Regions from separate parts of the Mus musculus genome. Here all the other regions are linked to region 1. The links are chromatin contacts, called in public Hi-C and HiChIP or PLAC-seq maps. All regions are on one chromosome and are shown on one strand. Each heading gives the region's core, a stretch centred on a gene start, on an enhancer-like site or on the middle of the called end of the contact. The rest is flanking DNA. Distances are from core to core; before and after follow the strand shown.

Region 1 (4,562 bases), core at 844-3,343:
CAGAGAAGGAGGAAAGAAGGAGTCACTTTTCAAAAAGATCTTAACTGAATTTAACTTTGCCCTAGGCCAAAATGGATCCAGGTCTGAGGGATACATGGTTTTTATCTGGTATACACTAACATGAACACATAACCACTAAATAAGATGTCACTGATGTAGCTGGTGATAGTAACTCCAAAAGTACTTTAAAAAATAGTTTACTATAAAAAAATTACAAACACATAAAACTTGAAAGAAGGGAGTTGAGGGAATAGCTCATGGACACACGGATGTACACACGGATGGACAGACACAGGCTGGGAGGAAAGGAGGGAGGGAGAAACGGAGGGGAATTAAAAAAAAAACAAACTTTAAAGCACAAAAGTGCATCTCACCCTTTAAAACAAAAACAACAAAATCCACCTTTAAACTGTGCTTATAAATCAACCTGGGAAGGGACTGGTGGACTGAATTGTACACAGTGACCCTTGGCATTGCATTTATACTTTTATGACAGAAAATTAATTCCTCATAAAGACTGTGTACGAGGAAACACTGCCCCTCCCTCACTTAATGAATACCTTGTTTCACGCACCACTGCAGCTGCGCAAACACATCAGAGAGAAGCACTTCATGCAAAGCTTCGTAGAACTGGGTGAATACGTCACAAATAGCGTACAGTGCATGATTGCACGTGGTCGTCATCCACTCTGATTTCTGAAAGGAAAAAAAATGAATCTTCAAAACCAACATCTCTAGGGTAAGATGGCTGCTCTTGCAAGCCTGGCTGTCACTCACATAAGTATCGACATCTCAAACCTGACTGCTTCTGCTTGCTCAGAACTACTCTCTCCACCGTCAGATCCTACAGAAACAGTCAGGCGGGTGAGGAAATGTTTGCAGAAGAAAATGTCCACCCCTGTAACATTCAGACTCTGAAAACTGCATGGTGTGATAGGCTTCACTGTGGACTCACAAATATTAAACTGTCCCTTAAAATAATATGGGAAAATAAAGACAACTGCATACGGGCTAAAGAGATGGCTCAGCAGTCGAGGGCACTTGCTAGGCAATCACGAGAGCTGGAGTTCAGATTTCACAGCCTTGGAACAAGCTTACCGTCCCAGGCACCCATTGCCCCATGTGTGGGAAGGGCTGAGGGAATATGGCGCCGCTGGGGTTTGCCAAGAGGAGACAATGAGAGCCTCACATTCACCAGGAGAGCTTGACTCAAAGTAATAGTGGACTATGAAAGAGGCGGTCACCCAGCACCTTATCCTGCCCCCCCCCACACTCTTTCAAAAAATGACGGCATAAAAGTACCAGAGAAATATAAAAATGATTACACAATGACAGAAAAGAAAAGTGTCACGAATAGGGTTCTCAAAATAAAAGCCAGAAGGAAATGAAACTGAAGACCTGGTAACATAGCGTAAATAAAGACCAGCACAGGTGCTGGCCTACAGAGCCCCACCCCTGACCAAGAAGCCATCTGCAGCTGACAGTTGCCAGGAAAGGGAAATCCACTTTCCGCAATGGAGCGATACAGAGTGAGGAGTTACACTGTGTGTGTGTGTGTGTGTGTGTGTGTGTGTGTGTGTGTGTGTGTGTGTGTGTGTTTTTTAAGACAATGAGAAAGAACAAAGTTGGGTATGCGGGAAGAATGTGGGAACAGTTGGAGGAGGGGAAAACACAACCAAAATATACTGTGTGAGGAAAGTTTTAAGCTGGACGTTGGTGGTGCACATCTTTAATACCAGCATCTGGGAGGCAGAAGCAGGCGGATTTTTGAGAGTTTGAGGCTAGCCTGATCTATATATGGAGTCCAGAACAGCCAGAAAAAACTAAATAAAAAGAAAATAAAGATACCAATGAAAAAGTAAGACTACAAAGTGACCTTCGGGTCCACCCAGGCTGGAGGATGACACTGCCTCAAAAACAAAACACACAAGTGAAAAACCAACCAAACCCAGCCCCTCAACAAACAGAAGAGGAAGCAACTGGGAAAAGCTGATGACACAGGACAAAAAGCCAGGTCCAAAAAGCCAGGTCCCAATAGGAAGATGTGGTGATCAGTGGTGGCAGCCAGCCAGCCAGCCAGCAGAGCCTCTGCCCGTGCAGAGCACCGAGGTAAATGAAAGCAAAGGCTGGATAGTGTGGGGAAAGGGGAAGGCCCACAGTGCCCTGCAGACATGCAAGCCATGGTGTGTGGACATGAATGCAGAAGTTAGGCCTCCCGGATTCCTGTCCTCAATTACAAGGGAATTTAGGAACGCTCACTTCAGAGCGTCGCCCAGCGAGCATGAGGACTGAGTCCAATCCCCAGACCCCTAGAATCTGTGTAGAAAGCTATGCGGGGGCTGGGCATTGCAGAAACAAACCCTAGAGCTGGAGCACACGTGCGGACCACATGCTTCCTGCATGCTAGACAAGCATTTTTCTGAAATGAATATTTATCTATCTATTTATGATGAGGAAAAAATTACTCTAACATTAAAGAACAGGACAAATGTCTACACTAGGACTTCAACTGTATAAACTGTTTAAGTAGGAAAAGACAACATAGTGGTAGCCTCAGTTTCTATGTGATAGAGGTGTGAACTCTGTGTATCCGGAATATTTCATCTAGTGCATGTTATTTTTATGCTGGTATGAGGGGGAAATGATGTTCCTGAAATAATACATTAATAAAGGGCCAGTCAGGTAGTGATGGCACACACTCGTAATTTCAGCACTCAGGAGGCAGAGGCAGGTGGATAGCTATGACTGTGAGGCCAGCCTGGTTTACAAACTAAGTTCTAGGTCAGCCAGGGCTACACAAATAAACTCTGTCATAAAAAGACAAAAAAGAAAAAGAAAAGAAGACAGCTGTGCTTGTCTTGTCTGTGCATCTCTGCCATTGCTCTCGATCCTGCAAGACCAGGTCAGAGCGTGGCACACACAAGAAGAGCAGCCATGAGCCTGCAGAGCTGGCAGGCAGTGTCCAGGTCCAGGAGGGCAAACCATGAGGAACTTCCTCTCCCTTTTCCCAGAAAGGGATCTCCCAGAACTAGCTGACACTGGTCTAAGATGGTCAGTGCTTCTGTCCACTTGTAGAAGCATCTTAAATAGTTGTTAAGTTGTTAAACCCCTGTTATCTGGCAAGACAACCCCAAGGAGGAGGCCGGCCATGGGCCCATTACATCTACTCACAGGCCACACTGTAGACATCACCCACCTCTGACTGTTGCTCAGGGAGTTTCATGTTGTCAAAAATTCGAAACACGATTCTGAACAGGTCCTGCCACCAGTGCTTTGCAAAGGTGTGGCCATAGCTCTTCATAATCTCAAACATGACCGTGAGTCCCCTGGGGGAAAAATAAAGGAGAGCAGGGAGAAGGTGAGGAAGAAATGGCCAAACTGAGATGGAGGCAAGGGTCAGGGAGGGGAGGTGTGAACCTGGGGTGGGGTAAGAAGCGACTCATTTTAACATTGATGTCCAGCTGCCTTGGGGATCCAGTTACCTTGTGCGTACATCTAACTTGCATCTGTTAATGATGCAGGAGAGTTCAAACAGGATGGGAAACCAGCCTCTGACCCAGACCCTGTCACCAGGAGCCACATTCATATCATCACTTGTGTACTCTTGCAGCACCTGAAATGAAAATCATGTCTCAGATGTAGTGTAAGCAAGCAGGAGGGGTCAGAAAAGCAGCCACACAAAGACTGAGGCTCTAGACAATCTTTTCCCAAACTCTCTTCCGAAGTCTAGAAGGGGAAATCCCAGAGACCGAGGGAGACATTCCCCTGCCCACTGAAGGTGTCATTCCCATGAGCCTACAGACCAGAGGGAGGCAGCTCACAAGAGCACTGGGGCAGAGAGTGAATGTTACATTAAGAAACATGCTAAGGGGCTGGAGAGATGGCTCAGCTGTTAAGAGCACTGACTGCTCTTCCAGAGGCCCTGAGTTCAATTCCCAGCAACCACATGGTGGCTCACAACCATCTGTAATGGGATCCGATGCCCTCTTCTGGGGTGTCTGAAGACAGCTACAGTGTACTCATATACATAAAATAAATTAGTAAGTAAATCTTAAAAAGAAAAAGGAAAGATGCTAATGATCAACGGCTGCTAAGTACCCAGAATTCCTTGTGTTTCCAGAAATCACTGCGACATAGTACTCAATAGCAGCTACTACTAGTTACAAAGAGCTTGCTATGTGCCCATTTTACTGACAAGCTGCCTGGCTCACAGGCACTGACACCTAAGTGGTTGTCCATTATGTAGCCCGGCTGGGAGGATTTCCACAGCCTGGTGCAAACCTCCACATCAACTAGGATGTCTGTGTTCCCATCATTTCAATGCTTTGGAACCAACCCTTAATTGTTCCCAGGTCTTACCCGGAAAGATGAGACATATAAGAAAAACCCAGGGCTGGTGAGATGGCTCAGTGGGTAAGAGCACCTGACTGCTCCTCCAAAAGGTCCGGAGTTCAAATCCCAACAACCACATGGTGGCTCACAACCATCCGTAAGGAGATCTGACGCCCTCTTCTGGTGTGTCTGAAGATAGCTACAGTGTACTTACATATAATAAATAAATA
Region 2 (4,566 bases), core at 779-3,278, 770 kb after region 1:
ACACTGTGGTTCTCAACCTTTCATACACTGTGACATTCTAATACAGTTCCTCATGCCGTGGTGACCCCCAACCATAAAATTATTTTGTTGCTATTTCATAACTGTGATTTTGCTACTGTTAGGGATTGTCATGTAAATATTTGGGAGGTAAAGGTTTGGTAAAGGGGTCTCAACCTATACATGGGTTGGGAGACCCTCTGATCTAAAACAAAATGGCTCCGGTAGTTAGGAGCGGTTGACACTCTTGCAAAGGGACTGGCTTTGGGTCTCAGCACTCACCGGGTGGCTCATAATCCCCTGTGACTCCAGTTCCAGAGAATCCAGGGCCCTCTCTGGCTCCATGTGCACCAAGCATCCATGCAGTGCACGTCTATACATATAGATCACAGATGCACATAAAATTAATCTTTTTTTAAGTCCCCAAATCTCCTTAAGCCCTTAGTCTCTAGCCTTTCAATGCTTTTAAGATTTACATAAGTGAGTCACCCAGGCCCTCGCTCTAACATTACTTGTGACTGTGAGCTGGGACGCTTCCCTGATGCTCAGTTTCCCTTCTCTACAGCAGTGTTACGATGTGGATAAGTTGCCCAGTGCCCATAATATGCATCACCCCAAGGACGGTGTGACCAGGTCCCACAAATTCATGCAGTGAAAGTCCTTGGGAGGGAGAGGAAGCGTGGGGGCTGGGAGACCGTTCTGTCTGCAGAGCCATCAATAAACGAGGAGTTTCTTCCCCGGGACCCACAGAAAAGGCCAGGCATGGCAGCTACTGCCTCTCACGAGCCCTGGAGAGACAGAGACAAGAGAGTCCTTGGGAATCACTAGCCGGCCAGCCTAGCCAGTTGGGGGGCTTCCGGTTCAGTAAGAGATGGCTTGAACACTAAGGTAGAGAGGCAAGCAAGATGCCTCAGCAGGTAAAGGTGCTTGCCGCCAAGCCTGATGAGATGGGCTGCAGAACCCACCCAGTAGAAAGAGAGAACCAACTCCTGCAAGTTGTCCTCTGGTCTCCACACATATGCTGCACCCACGCACCCCCACAAACACACACACATACACACACACAGATAAATAAATATATATTTTTAAAAAGTTACCAACTGTTGGAGAGGGGGGCTGGATGATTGAGGAAGATACTGGATATTCCTCCACACTCCCATGTACAAGTATCCTTACATACATGTACATACATGAATACATATGTATGCATGCACACGCCACACACAAATAAGGAAAAGTGGAGTAAGCATAGGTGTGTGTCCTCAGTCCCCTGAGGATGAGGTATGGGGGTGGGGAGGTCCAGGTGTCCGTCTGATCCCTGACTGTCCCTCAGCCTCGCTCAGCCACACACAGGTTCCCGAGAACTGCAGAGACCCAGAGCCACAACCCAGGAGCTTAAAGCAGGAGGTGCTTCTCCTCTGACATCCCAAATCGGCTGTCCCCAGGGGACTTCTGTTCCAGCCTCCTCAGCTCTCCATATCCCAGGCTCCCCAGGCTCTGCCTCTCTCTCCTCGTGGCTCTCAGATCCAGGCATCTGTGTCCAGATTTCCCCGTTGACAGCACTGGCCTGCAGTTCCCCCTGACCCGATCGATGTAAGCTTCTTTTAACTTCTTTTAACTTGATCACAGAAGCTAGGGCTCAGATAAGGTCACACACTGTGCAGGTACCAGGATCAGAGTGGGTATCTGGAGAGTCACGATATGGCTCATGTGTTCAACCCCCCACCTGTCACTGTCCTCCCTTCCAGAGCCACCCTCAGGCCTGACTTCAGTAGACATGGGACAGAAGAAAGGCTTCAGTGCCCAAAACCTCATGTTTTGTTTGATGTTTGAAACAAGGTCTTCTTAGGTAACCAGGCGGCCCTTGAACTTGCAATGCCCCTGCTAGTACCTCCCCAGTGCTGGGACCACAGCTCCATGCCTGCCTACTGGGTTTTAACTCTGCAAACAGGAGGCTAACTCACACCAACTCATGGGAGGGAGGGCCTCTTAGGCTTCAGACCACTTAATTGCAAGCCTTTTTCTCAAGGAAGCACAGCGCCCCCTATGGGCCAAATCCATGAACACAGTGATACAGGATGCTGGCTGTATCCTGAATGAAGCAAGGGACTTTGGTGGACGCTCTGCAGTCCACATGCCTTCTACACTACCCTCCAAGTCATTCGTGTGTGGGGGGATTATTTTATGCTTATTGTTCTGAGTATTGAATCTGAGTCTATTTTCTATATAAATAAGGAAGGGGTTTTTTTTGTTGTTGTTGTGGGTGGTGGTTGGTTGGTTTTAGGTTTTTGGCAGTTATAAATGTGCTCAGTTTCCTAGCATTAGATCTGACAGGAAAGCTGTTATAATTGAATGTGAAACTTTTCCAAGAGATTCCTTATTTCTGAAAATTCTGTCCCTGATGGCAGGGGCAACCAGTATTTGAATTGCAAATACCAAGCGCCCACCAGCCTGCGCTGGGAACCAGCAGCCTCCCAGGGAATCTGTCTCCTTGCTGGCACCTGACTGCCACCTCATGTCTCCTTGACGGATGTGCCAGAGACGTTTCCGGTTGAAGCCTCCCTTTGTTATAAATCTCCCAGCTTTTATTTTTCTTGAAGATTGCTGTTCTAATGTTCTTTCAACTTTGGGAGATGACTGGCATAGGAAATTATTTTTCGACTGTGAATTCCTTTTGGGAGGAAATACGGCAAACTCATTATTATAGGAAAGGGCCATTGGTGAGATACCTCTGAGAGCAGCTCCGAGGGGTCTGATATGTCACGCTCCCTGAGGTAATGGGAATTTCCTATAGTTGATGGATCCTCCAGTCCTGCTGTAAAGGCTGCTGTGGATTGTCTGCCCCTCTGCCCCACCCTTCTGCACGTCTGCAGTTGAGAGGGCAGAGGGCTGGGAAGATGGCTTAGTGGGGAAGCCAACAAGGACCAGGCCCGATCCCCAGCATCCTGGTAAAAGGCGGGGTACGAATGCCCATCTGTAACCCAGTCTCCAAAGAAGATGAAATCCCTGGAACAAGCTGGTAGAACTGGTGAAGTCGGGGTTCATGTGGGAGACCCTACCTCAGCATATAAGGTGGAGAATAATCCAAAAAGATATCTGACATTAGCCTATGCTAATGCTCACACACACACACACACACACACACACACACACACACCAAAGGGATGCACACACACACACAGCCCACACCACACACACTCACCACACACACACACACACACACACACACAGGAATGCACACACATACACATATACTCCATACCACACACACACACACCACCACACACAGACACTACACTACACACACACACTACCCCACGCCTGCACAATACACCACATACACACATAATACCACACACAAACACCACAGGCATACATACACACATTAAAAGGAAAGGGCCAACAGTATAGCTCAGTCGGGAGAGCACTCGCCCAGCACACAGGAAGCCATGGGTTTAATCCACATCACTTCATAAAGGTGTGGGGGTGCACACCTATAATCCAAGCATTGGAAAGCTGAGGCAGGTTTGAGAGTTCAAGGCCAGTTTGTCCTGATAGTGAATCAACAGGCCATAGAGCCTCTCCCTGATGCTAGCTAGCCTCCCTCCCAGCTAACGAGGTTTTCTGGAAATGAATGGACTCTGTCATTTGCTACAGCTGCCTGAGTCTGGCAGGGGAGGCTGAAGCCTGCATTCAGTTAGAAACTCAAGCAACCCCCTCCAGGTCCCCTGCACCCACTGCCCAGCCTTGGCCTGATGCCCTGGGGTCCTCTGCAACCCAAGCTCTCTCCATAGCAACAGTCCCACTCGGAACAAGCAGGTAGGAAAAAGGAGCCTAGAAAGGGCTCAGCCCTCAGTCCTTGTGAGCTGCCTGGCCCTTCTTTCCCCTGGTGACTAGCCAACCACCCCTACTCCCCAAAGAGGACAACAGGGGGTGCCTTGAAAAGCTGCACTCTGATTGAAACCCTCCCCTGGCTGTTCTGAGTTCCTGAGATAAACCCACAGCTCCTTCTATCGGGCTCACCTGTTCACGTCTCTCCTGCCTCTGGCTCTTCTGTTCCATTCATACGCGGGCCACTGACCCTCTCTGTGGTACGGTCATCCCTGCCCTGGCACCTTAGTACTTGCTTCTGTATAAAACACACTTCACCCACTCCCCTGCTGTGGAGAACTTTCCAGATCCATCCTCACTCTTCCCTGGGGAGTCAGTTACCACTCCCTACCCAGTCCCAGTTATACAAAGATGAGTACTTGAACACCTGCCAGGCAGAGACAGAAAACAGGCATCCACCACTGAAACCTAGTGGTGGTGGGGCTGGGGATGTGGCTCCGTCGGGAGCTGTGTGGAGGGCTCTGGATTTAGCCCTCGGCACCTCATAAACCAGGCATGCTGGCACATGCTGGACTCTCAGGATTCAGAAGGGAGAGGCCGGAGGATCGCAAGTTCAAGGTCATTCTTAGTGGCACAGCTATTTCCAGAACAGACCGGGCTGCAAGGTGCCCTGACTGAAAAAAGCGAGGGAGGGAGAGAGGGAGGAAGGGCAGGCAGCAGAGATCTCTCTTAACTAGG
Region 3 (4,574 bases), core at 425-2,924, 860 kb after region 1:
CGGATTTCTGAGTTCGAGTACAGCCTGGTCTACAAAGTGAGTTCCAGGACAGCCAGGGCTACACAGAGAAACCCTGTCTCGAAAAACCAAAAAAAAAAAAAAAAAAAAGAGTTCAAGGCTGGCCTGACTCAATCCACTGACAGCATTTAACAGACACAGAATTCTTTTAATCTCCATAATATCAAATACCTAAGAATAATTTGTTTTGGTTAAGCCATACTACCATTACATATGCATGAAAGACAGGTATTTGAGTATGTACTGCACTGTCTATAATGAATAACAAGTTCTTCTCTGGACAGACTCAACCAAACTCCATCAAATGTAAAGCAAAGATGCTTTACATCTGCCACATTAAACGGAAATCCAACATTCATTATTTAAAAATAAGCCTTTGTGCTATGCAGACATCCAGGAGCTGATAGCATTTTGTTGAGATAAAAAGCAGTTGGCCTGGAGGGATGGCCAGTGAGGAAAGTGTTCGTCCACAAGCCTGGCACCCTAGAACTTTACACCAAACAGACTATCACAAGTTATCTCCTAACCTACCCACACACGCACACACCACAACGTGCACACCAGCTCACACTATGGCAGGCAAACACACACACAAGTTAAAACTTTTTTAAATTTATGTGTATGTGAGTTCCTGCATTGGTTTATTATGCACTGTGTACATGCAGGGCCCACAGAGGACAGAAGAAGGTGCCTGATCCCTTAGACCTGAGTTACAGGCAGTCGTGAGCTATCTGATGTGTGTGATGGAAACCAAACCTGGGTCCTCTGCCAGCATAAGTGCTTGCTTGCTTGCTTGCTTATTTGCTTGTTTGCTTTCTTCCTCCTCCTCCTTTTTAAAACAGGGTCTTTCCCTGTAGCCCTGGATGTCCGGAAACTATTTATATAAACCAGCACAGCCTCAAAACTCAAGAGACCAGCCTGCATGCTAGGATTAATGGTGTGCGACACTTTACCTTACTACAAAAGTGCCCATAACCACTGAGAAACCTCTCCAGACTCCAGGAAAAAAAATATTAATTGTACAGGAAGTTATTAGTAATCCTTATTTTCTTTCTTTGTATTTTTCTGTTTTCCACAGGAACAGGAATTAATCACTTTTATTTTAAAAAAAAAAAAAAAAAAAAAAAAACAAGAAAGAAGTGCTTTGGAGCCAGGCGTGGTGGCGCACGCCTTTAATCCCAGCACTCGGGAGGCAGAGGCAGGCGGATTTCTGAGTTCGAGGTCAGCCTGGTCTACAGAGTGAGTTCCAGGACAGCCAGGGCTATACAGAGAAACCCTGTCTCGAAAAACCAAAAAAAAAAAAAGAAGTGCTTTGGGCTGGTGAGATGGTTCAGTGGGTAAGAGCACCCGACTGCTCTTCTGAAGGTCTGGAGTTCAAATCCCAGCAACCATATGGTGGCTCACAACCATCTGTAACAAGATCTGACTCCCTCTTCTGGAGTGTCTGAAGACAGCTACAGTATACTTACATATAATAAATAAATAAATCTTTAAAAAAAAAAGAAGTGCTTTAAGGGGGAAATAAAATAAAAATAAAATCAAAGGCCTTTTTATAAAAGAAAAACAAAAACATGATTTTTAAATCTGCGGTTCCCCATTTGTTCAAAACTGAAAGCAGAAGTCTTGCTGGGTAGGTGGAGCAGGCCAGATAGCAGAAGGTGGGAGGTGGAGATAAGAGGATAATAGGTTTGAGGCCAGCCTGAACTATAGAATGGAAAGAGCATTTCAAATGCAAGTGTTGAAGACCTAACTCAGGCTGGAATGCTTGCCCCGGGAGCAAGGCCTGTGGCTGGAAGCTGCAGGACTGACCTGGACACAAAACTGCTTCCCCTTCCCAATCCTTCCTCCTAGGCTTCCTTTCTTAACTTTTTGTTCATTTTACTTTCTCAGTGAAATTATCCTAACTAAAATATAAACTCCAGTGTTAAGAATAAAATGTAGTACCAGAACACTTACCGAGTATTCAGGAAGCCCTGGAATTGATCACAAACACACAAAGAGAAACAAAAACAGACAGACAAACAGACAGACCTCGAGTTGAAGGGACAGTGGAAATGGCTGGGATCAGCCAGTTTGAAGGCAGGCATTTCGGCAAGCAAGGCACGGAAGGTAAAGATGCAGTTAACAGTGAGCAGCAGAGGGCAGGGGAGGTTGACAGGGAAGCCTTCAGGCCAGAAGAGAATTAGGGTGAGGAGAAAGGGATAAATGGTTGAAAATGTAGAATATGTAGAGAGGGCTGGAAAGGGAAGTCATGAAGAGGTCAGAAGACAACAGAATCTAAGAAAGAGATGAGACTCAACAGGGAGAACCCAATGACCAGGGTAGAAGCCTGCTCCAGCATAGTTATTCCGGTCCAGAAACAGTTACTTGCGCATTAATATGGCTTTATCTCTAAGCTGGAAGCAACTCAAGAGTGTGAAGCACATCTGTTATCACTCAAACCCTCATTCCTCACTGGAGAAGCACGTGTGTCCTTACAGTTTACTCTGCAGGGCAAGGATCTGGTTCATTGTTGTTTTGGAGGTATTTTGTTTGTTTTCCACTTTGTATTCTGTATTCTCTTGAGACTAGGTCTTTACTATGTAACACTAGCTGTCCTGGAACTGTAAACAAGGCTGGCCTCAAAGCAATGTTAATCCTCCTGCCTCAGCTTCCCTGGCACTTGGGAGGCAGTGGCTGGTAGATCTCTGAGTTTGAGGCCTGGTCTACAGAGTGAATTCCAGGGCAGACAAGTTAGAACTACACAGGAAAACCCTGTCTCATAACACACACACACACACACACACACACACACACCCCAAAAAAAAAAAAAAAAAAAAAAGGAGAAGAAGGGGAGAAAGAAAGAAAAGAGTTGTCTAGTTAAAATCAGCAAGGTGGGGTAGCTGAACCCCCCAAGCTTCAGGCCAACCTGAGCAGTAGAGTGACACCATCTCTCAAAAGTAAATAATTAAGTTTAATTCATAAAGGGTGGCTGGCCATTCCTCAATGGCACTCTGCCTTGTAAGAGATGAAGCAGGACAGGCTTAGGTTACAGTGTATCTTGTGATCTGCTCTTCCATACTTATCTTGGTCAACTTACAGAACCTGGGCAAATGGGGTGACCTGCTCACTTGAGTCTAAAGAATGGCTAACTTCAGGAGGAAGCCTGCTGATCTTCTACTGCACTAACAGGGACCTGCATAAGCTAATACATTGAATAGTTTCTAAATTGTAGCAAATGAAACCTGGATCTATCCGAACCTTTATGTTTTACTTCTCTGAGCATTTTACACAAAATAAAATTCTATAAATTTATATAAATAAAACTATTAAAAAAAACTGTTGCAGCAGATGTATTATTGTAAGTCCACTATAATCAAAATCGTTTGGAATCGTGAAACGTATAAATAATTTCCAAGATCAGCCTTTCCAACAGTGTCTCCCCAGGCAACCCTAGAGCAAGCCCAGCCCCTAGGACGGGCAGCTCCGCGCTGCTCGCAGGAGTGGCAGATGCCATTTCTCGCTGACAGGAGCTTCAAATTCCAGTCAGGCAACTGCAGTCACAGTCCCACTGAATCAGGAATATAAGCGTGCCTGCATGTTATTATGGGAAATAGTGGAAAATTTCACAGGCTGACATCCAGAACGTCTGCGGCTCCTTTTCATATTTCTTCCTGCGAAGCAGTTATTAGACCAGTCAAATTTTTTTAAAGCTGGAAATTTCCACTGTTCTTTTTTAAGTATCCTTTTTAGATGTAAACTAAAAACTGTTCCAAAATTCAAGTATGTCAAAAATAATTCAGATAAAATAACTACTTAAGTGAAGGGAACAGTAAAAAACCTGGGGTCTCCATCACCTTTGGGAGAGAGACACATCCATTGAGACCCGCAGAAGCTTAAAGGTACAGTAACTTAATATGAAGGCTACAATGCTACAAACACTCTGAGATGCTGATTTTCTCATTTGCATATGCCTCAAGCATTCAAAAGCTAACATAAGTCAGTAGACAGTGAAGTAGAACCCATGAGACAAGACCAGCATTGTGGCAGGAGCCCTTAGTCAGAGCTGCTCCGGAGGCCCAAGCAGGCAACAACATCAAGACCAGCATGGACAGCAAGATCTCATCACAAAAGGGGGTAGTAAGATGCACATCTCTTTATAGAAATACATTCTTCACATCCATATAGCCCATATTTTTAGGGCTAGCATGTACCTACTCTGTGCCAAGGGTCTGATTCCTAGAGCTGAGTGTTTCCAGCATGGAGAGGAAAGCACAGCAGCTGGGAAACACAGCTCACTTGGCAGAGTGTGGGGCAAGCATGACGCCTTGGGTTTGGTCCCTAGCATCACATCGAAAAGCCAGGCATGGTGATTATGCCAGAACTCAGGAGGAGGAAGAAGTCTCCAGATTTAAGGCCAGCCCACAGGACATGTGACATCTCTCAAAAAAAAAAAAAAAAAAAAAGGTGGGGATTCTGTTTTATTTGTTTTCTTGATTTTAAGGGAATATAAAAAATCATAGGCAAGACACTCTTTGCAGTGGCAGAGGCAGGCCCTGAGTTTCGCTCCTGGAACA
Region 4 (4,799 bases), core at 1,995-4,494, 790 kb after region 1:
GGAGTCTCCTGTCTCGGCCTCCTGAGTTCTAGAATTACATACAAAAGCTACCATGCTTGGCTGCTTTTATTTCTTAAAAAAAAACAAAAACAAAAACAAAAAAACAAACAAACAACAATATCAAAAACCCACTTAAAAGTTCAGTAGCTTTATTGAGCTATAACTCATACACTCAGTTAAAGTATACAACACAATGGGGTTTTTTGTTTTGTTTTTAAGACAGTCTCCTGTAGCCCAAACTGGCCTAGCACTCACCTCCTGCCTTCACCTCCCACATTCTAAGATTCCGGATGTGTGCCTCGTGCACGGCCCTCACTGACTTGCATTCACTCAGAGTTCTGCAACCATTACCACTGTCAAGTTAGAACATTTTCATCCCTCCAGGGGGATTAAACACCTTCCCTTAGCTGTCACCCCGTCTCTGCAGGTACTAAGGTCTTCCTGTCGTCACTCTGGACATTTCATGCAAATGGATCATAAAAATGTGGCCTTTGGGGACTGCCTTTTTTCATGAAAGCACAGTTTTCAAGACATGGCGAAGTCTGTATCACAATGTCCAGGACCCGCAGGCTGGGGAAGTCTGACTCCCAAAAGTTGTCCTCCGACTTTCACACACGTGATAGAATATACTACACACACACACACACACAGAGAATCATATTCCACTGTGTGGGCTAACAGCTTACTCAAAGGGGATCCATAGCTATCTAAATTTAAATCAAAATACTATAAAATTCAAACTCCATTCCTTGGCCACACACAACATAGTTCATATGCTCCATAGCCACGCTGGACAGTTGCAGACCCTCATGCAGGATTCTGTTTCAGGTTACCAACTCCCACCCTGGCCCTGGCCACATCTAGCGTTGTTTCCTTCCTTCCTTCCTTCCTTCCTTCCTTCCTTCCTTCCTTCCTTCCTTCCTTCCTTCATGCATTCATGCATTCATGCATTCATTCATTCATTCATGCATGCATTCATCCAAGGTCATTTATTAAGGGTCAGTGCAAGTGCAACACAGCTGCCAGAGAGCAAAATACAGAGACCCCCACACAGCAAGACCCCACCCCATAGGAACTGTCCACAGACAAGGGACAGATGTTAACAAGTGTAAGAGACAGGATAAGGGAGTCAGTTCCGGGGGCCTTGCAGAGAAGTGGACTTGCCCCAGGCATGGTCGAGATGGGAGGTGTGCTGAGAGCGGAGGGCTCCCACGAGGCCAGCCACCTCACCTCTGGCCTCTGTTGCAGATCTATGACATGCTGGTGGAGACGGGGGAGCTGGACAACACGTACATCCTGTACACCGCCGACCACGGCTACCACATTGGCCAGTTTGGGCTGGTGAAGGGCAAGTCTATGCCGTATGAATTCGACATCAGAGTCCCGTTCTACGTGAGGGGCCCCAACGTGGAAGCTGGCTCTCTGTAAGTGTGTCTCCTGTGCCCGTACCCCAGGTCCCAGGCTCACGGGGAGACCTTGGACTCTGCTTGGTCTGAAACTCAGCACAGGTCCAATCCACGCCTCTCAGGGGCAAGATTCTAGAACAGTTGTACCAGCCATTGTGTCGGCCAGGGTGGACTCCGAGGAGGGTCATACCCTTCTGAGGCGGAAGCCAGGAGCTATGACTCCCATGAAAAACAGCGAGGCGGGGTTCCGTGCCAGGAAATGCCAGAGCCTGGGTGTTGCCAGCTCATGGGAAGGTTCTTTGATTCCCACCCCGTCTGGGCAGTCACTGGTCTGGTGGCTGTTGAGGAAGAGATCTCAGACTTAAGCAGAGAGCCATTGTCCACTGGGCCTGCTCCTGGTGGCAACACCGAGTAAGCTGTCTGCCGTCTGCTCTTTCCTCAAGGACCGTGTGGGCCATGGCCTTAGCCGTTCTCCTTGGCCTAACCTTTGAAGTGGCAACCGGAAACAGAACCGCTTAGAGGAGGCAGAGTTGAATGAAAGGCTGGCAATCGCGGCCGCCTCATCTCTGTAGCAGCTGGGGGGCTGGGGGAGGGGGGGTCAAAGTCCAGTCAGGTATATCCAGAGGGAGGACTGGGACTTGCACAGCCCATCTTCCACGCCAGCAAGGGAGAGAGGCAGGAGGATACCGCCAGTGAGACCGCTGAACATCTGTCCACAGAACAGCTGGAGCGCCAACCCATCCCTCATAGTCTTTGCCGGGCCCCTCTCACATGGGTGGCTACTGAGTGGATCACCCTAATGTGATCCCAGGAGTGGGGTCCCCAAGCCTATGGGGCTTGTCACCAGACTCCTTGTTAAGAGCTAAAAGCGACACACGGCTGCCTCGAGGAAAATCATTCTGGGTCGAGTATAACAGGTGCTCAGAGGCCAGACTGTGCGTGCCCAGCCAGCAAGAACCAACAAGAGGGCGGGCATGAACCCTAGAGGCAGAGGAGGATAGTATTAGGGCATGTAACCTTGACAGTGCAGCACCGGACGGTCCGGCTGGAACTGGCCTCCCTACGGGTCAGAGTGTCAGGATGGAAGCTCTCTCATTTGCAGATGTCCCTCCCTCTTCACCTCCAGATGCCTCTGTCCCAAGCTAAGCTGCCACCCAGGTGGCCAAGTTTCCACTCCCTCTCTGTTCCCCAGGAACCCCCACATTGTCCTCAACATTGACCTGGCCCCCACCATACTGGATATCGCTGGACTGGACATCCCTGCAGACATGGACGGGAAGTCTATTCTCAAACTACTGGACTCAGAGCGGCCAGTGAACCGGTGAGAAGGAGCAAGAGAGACCCAGGGAAGGAGGCTCCCTAGCCAGGGGGAACTCAACCACGGGGAACTGGGAAGGCCACTGGAATCAGGATCTAGGTGCCCCCCACTAACCCATGAGAGATTGAAGGACCAGCCCTCTCTGGGATTCTATCCTCCCATTTGGAGCTAAGGACCTTCCAAAGCTAAAAGGATGAAAAGCCCAAAGTTAACAGTAGCACTGTGCTGTGCCCCGGGCACTCCAGCACGTTGGCCCTCATAGTAACCCAGTAAAGGAAAGTTGTGTTCTCTGAATCCTAGAGAGATAGAGGATAACCAAGAAGTCAGACTCTTCGTCACAATGGCTATGACTTTTGTGGCCCTATTGATGGGTGGTGGGACTGACCGGGAGTGTGTTCCAGGTGTCCTGGGTGGCTGAAGGAAGCAGCAATGAAATGGGGAAAACAAAACAAGGAAGGTGGAAAGGAAGGTGGCTAGAGATGAGGAACCAGAAAGGCAGGAGCGACCCCTTGTGGTCAACAGTGAAACTGCCCCCTGGATAACAGATCTTTCTGTGAGCCTCTCCTAGACTTTCCTCCCAGGGGGCCCAGCCCTGAGATCTACAGGTGGCTGGTGGCCCTGTAAGGTCGGTACATCTTCCAACGAAGGGGGCTGGAAGGGTCTAAAATGGACACATGCAGAGTGTAGGGGCACAGGACACTTGAGAATCGGGGACCACAAGGGGTCGCTCCTGCCTTTCTGGTTCCTCATCTCTAGCCACCTTCCTTTCCACCTTCCTTTCTGTTTTTTTTTTTTTGTTTTTTTTTTTCCCCCATTTCATTGCTGCTTCCTTCAGCCACCCAGGACACCTGGAACACACTCCCGGTCAGTCCCACCACCCATCAATAGGGCCACAAAAGTCATAGCCATTGTGACGAAGAGTCTGACTTCTTGGTTATCTCATAGATCAGGAGAAATGACCCCCTGCAGGCACTCATTAGCCCAGAACTGGGCTCCTGAGAGACTCCAAAACTCACACACAAACACACACACACACGTGCAAATGCCCATGTAACTGTACCCATTTCAACCACAAAGAGGCATTCAGAACACATCTTGGAGAAGCAGCCCTGTCCCTGGGGTGTGGAAACCTTTCCAGTGTCACTCAATGACTGCCACTTGGCCCAGGGTATGGAGAACCTGTGGACAGGGCTGGGGACACGGGAACCCGGCAGACAGGATGCTGGACCTGCTTGTTTTCTAGGTTCCACTTGAAAAAGAAGCTGAGGGTCTGGCGAGACTCCTTCCTGGTGGAGAGAGGGTGAGTGCCGGCCGGGCAGGAAGACCCCCATGAGGAGTGGTCACAAGACTGTGGGAGGCTGAATAGTGCTGTGCTAGTGACTGGGTGACTCAGAGCTGTGTCCAAATTCCCTGTCACAATTGGGTGGCTCATGCAGAATTCGAATCTGGAGGCCACATGTCCCCATTCAACATACTTGGCAGAGCCTGTACGATGTCATCACTGTTCATTTAATCCTAACTCAGGCCATCTGGGATAGACAGCTCCTGTAGACTTCCCATTAAAACCCAGGTGCTCTCAAGCCACCAGCCACCCATCCTCCACAGTAGGTCTCCACAGAGCTATGCAGGGCCGGCAGCCTAGGCAAGCACAAGTTGCCCCAGGGCTCCACCCAGTTCAACCAGCCCCGCATCTCCCTCAGCAAACTGCTCCACAAGAGGGAGGGTGACAAAGTGAATGCCCAGGAGGAGAACTTCCTGCCCAAGTACCAGCGCGTGAAGGACCTGTGTCAGCGAGCTGAGTACCAGACAGCATGCGAACAGCTGGGGCAGGTGAGGAGATGGCGGATCTTCTGGGTCCTCTGGGGTGTGGTTGCCATGGTTACATGGGAGGCTCTGGTCCCTGTCAGGGTAGCAGTGTCCTCTGGGTGTGTGACCTTGCACTCCTCATGTGGGAAAACACCAGCAGGCAGGCTCAGGTGGCAAACAGCATTCATTGCCTCCCAGCTGACTTGTGTGGTATAACTCTCTGCGGCTGGCTTCCGTTTATAGGGGGATTAGGAAATAGCTTTCAAGAT

What was found. Hi-C and Micro-C count contacts between places; a contact is called where the count stands out from the background. HiChIP or PLAC-seq counts read pairs in DNA pulled down with a chosen protein or histone mark.
Region 2: a Hi-C map of bone marrow-derived macrophages shows a contact between it and region 1, with 14 read pairs. The contact joins two enhancer-like sites. A contact is called at or near these places in 4 of 484 Hi-C or Micro-C datasets (bone marrow-derived macrophages, embryonic stem cells and stem cell-derived primordial germ cell-like cells) and 2 of 115 datasets of contacts at active chromatin or transcription factors (embryonic stem cells and large pre-B cells).
Region 3: a contact with region 1 is called in an H3K27ac HiChIP or PLAC-seq map of microglia, with 4 times the contacts expected there. The contact joins two enhancer-like sites. A contact is called at or near these places in 2 of 115 datasets of contacts at active chromatin or transcription factors (large pre-B cells and microglia).
Region 4: a contact with region 1 is called in a Hi-C map of bone marrow-derived macrophages, with 10 read pairs. The contact joins two enhancer-like sites. A contact is called at or near these places in 1 of 15 datasets of contacts at CTCF or cohesin (large pre-B cells), 6 of 484 Hi-C or Micro-C datasets (the G1E-ER4 cell line, the P5424 cell line, bone marrow-derived macrophages and 2 more) and 3 of 115 datasets of contacts at active chromatin or transcription factors (embryonic stem cells and large pre-B cells).

The regions. Positions count from the first base shown.
Region 1 is chr2:166,872,627-166,877,188 of GRCm38.p6, reverse strand. Arfgef2 (ADP-ribosylation factor guanine nucleotide-exchange factor 2 (brefeldin A-inhibited)) reads right to left here. Exons shown (of 39, transcript NM_001085495.2): 29 at 3,483-3,613; 30 at 3,197-3,326; 31 at 561-696. Among named protein-coding and RNA genes, the nearest start is that of Cse1l, 31 kb to the left of the region's middle. Within about 2 kb of position 2,093, at least 72 of the 459 cell types and tissues checked have an H3K27ac peak or open chromatin away from gene starts, as enhancers often do. A contact at or near this core is called in bone marrow-derived macrophages and microglia, where this site is marked.
Region 2 is chr2:166,105,988-166,110,553 of GRCm38.p6, reverse strand. The region is part of intron 3 of Sulf2 (sulfatase 2); the gene reads left to right. Among named protein-coding and RNA genes, the nearest start is that of Gm52534, 12 kb to the left of the region's middle. Within about 2 kb of position 2,028, at least 11 of the 459 cell types and tissues checked have an H3K27ac peak or open chromatin away from gene starts, as enhancers often do. A contact at or near this core is called in bone marrow-derived macrophages, where this site is marked.
Region 3 is chr2:166,009,486-166,014,059 of GRCm38.p6, reverse strand. All of the region lies in intron 1 of Ncoa3 (nuclear receptor coactivator 3), which reads right to left. Among named protein-coding and RNA genes, the nearest start is that of Ncoa3, 19 kb to the right of the region's middle. Within about 2 kb of position 1,674, at least 80 of the 459 cell types and tissues checked have an H3K27ac peak or open chromatin away from gene starts, as enhancers often do. A contact at or near this core is called in microglia, where this site is marked.
Region 4 is chr2:166,083,611-166,088,409 of GRCm38.p6, reverse strand. It overlaps Sulf2 (sulfatase 2), which reads left to right. Exons shown (of 21, transcript NM_028072.5): 7 at 1,249-1,424; 8 at 2,599-2,727; 9 at 3,968-4,024; 10 at 4,425-4,554. Among named protein-coding and RNA genes, the nearest start is that of Gm52534, 34 kb to the left of the region's middle. Within about 2 kb of position 3,244, at least 21 of the 459 cell types and tissues checked have an H3K27ac peak or open chromatin away from gene starts, as enhancers often do. A contact at or near this core is called in bone marrow-derived macrophages, where this site is marked.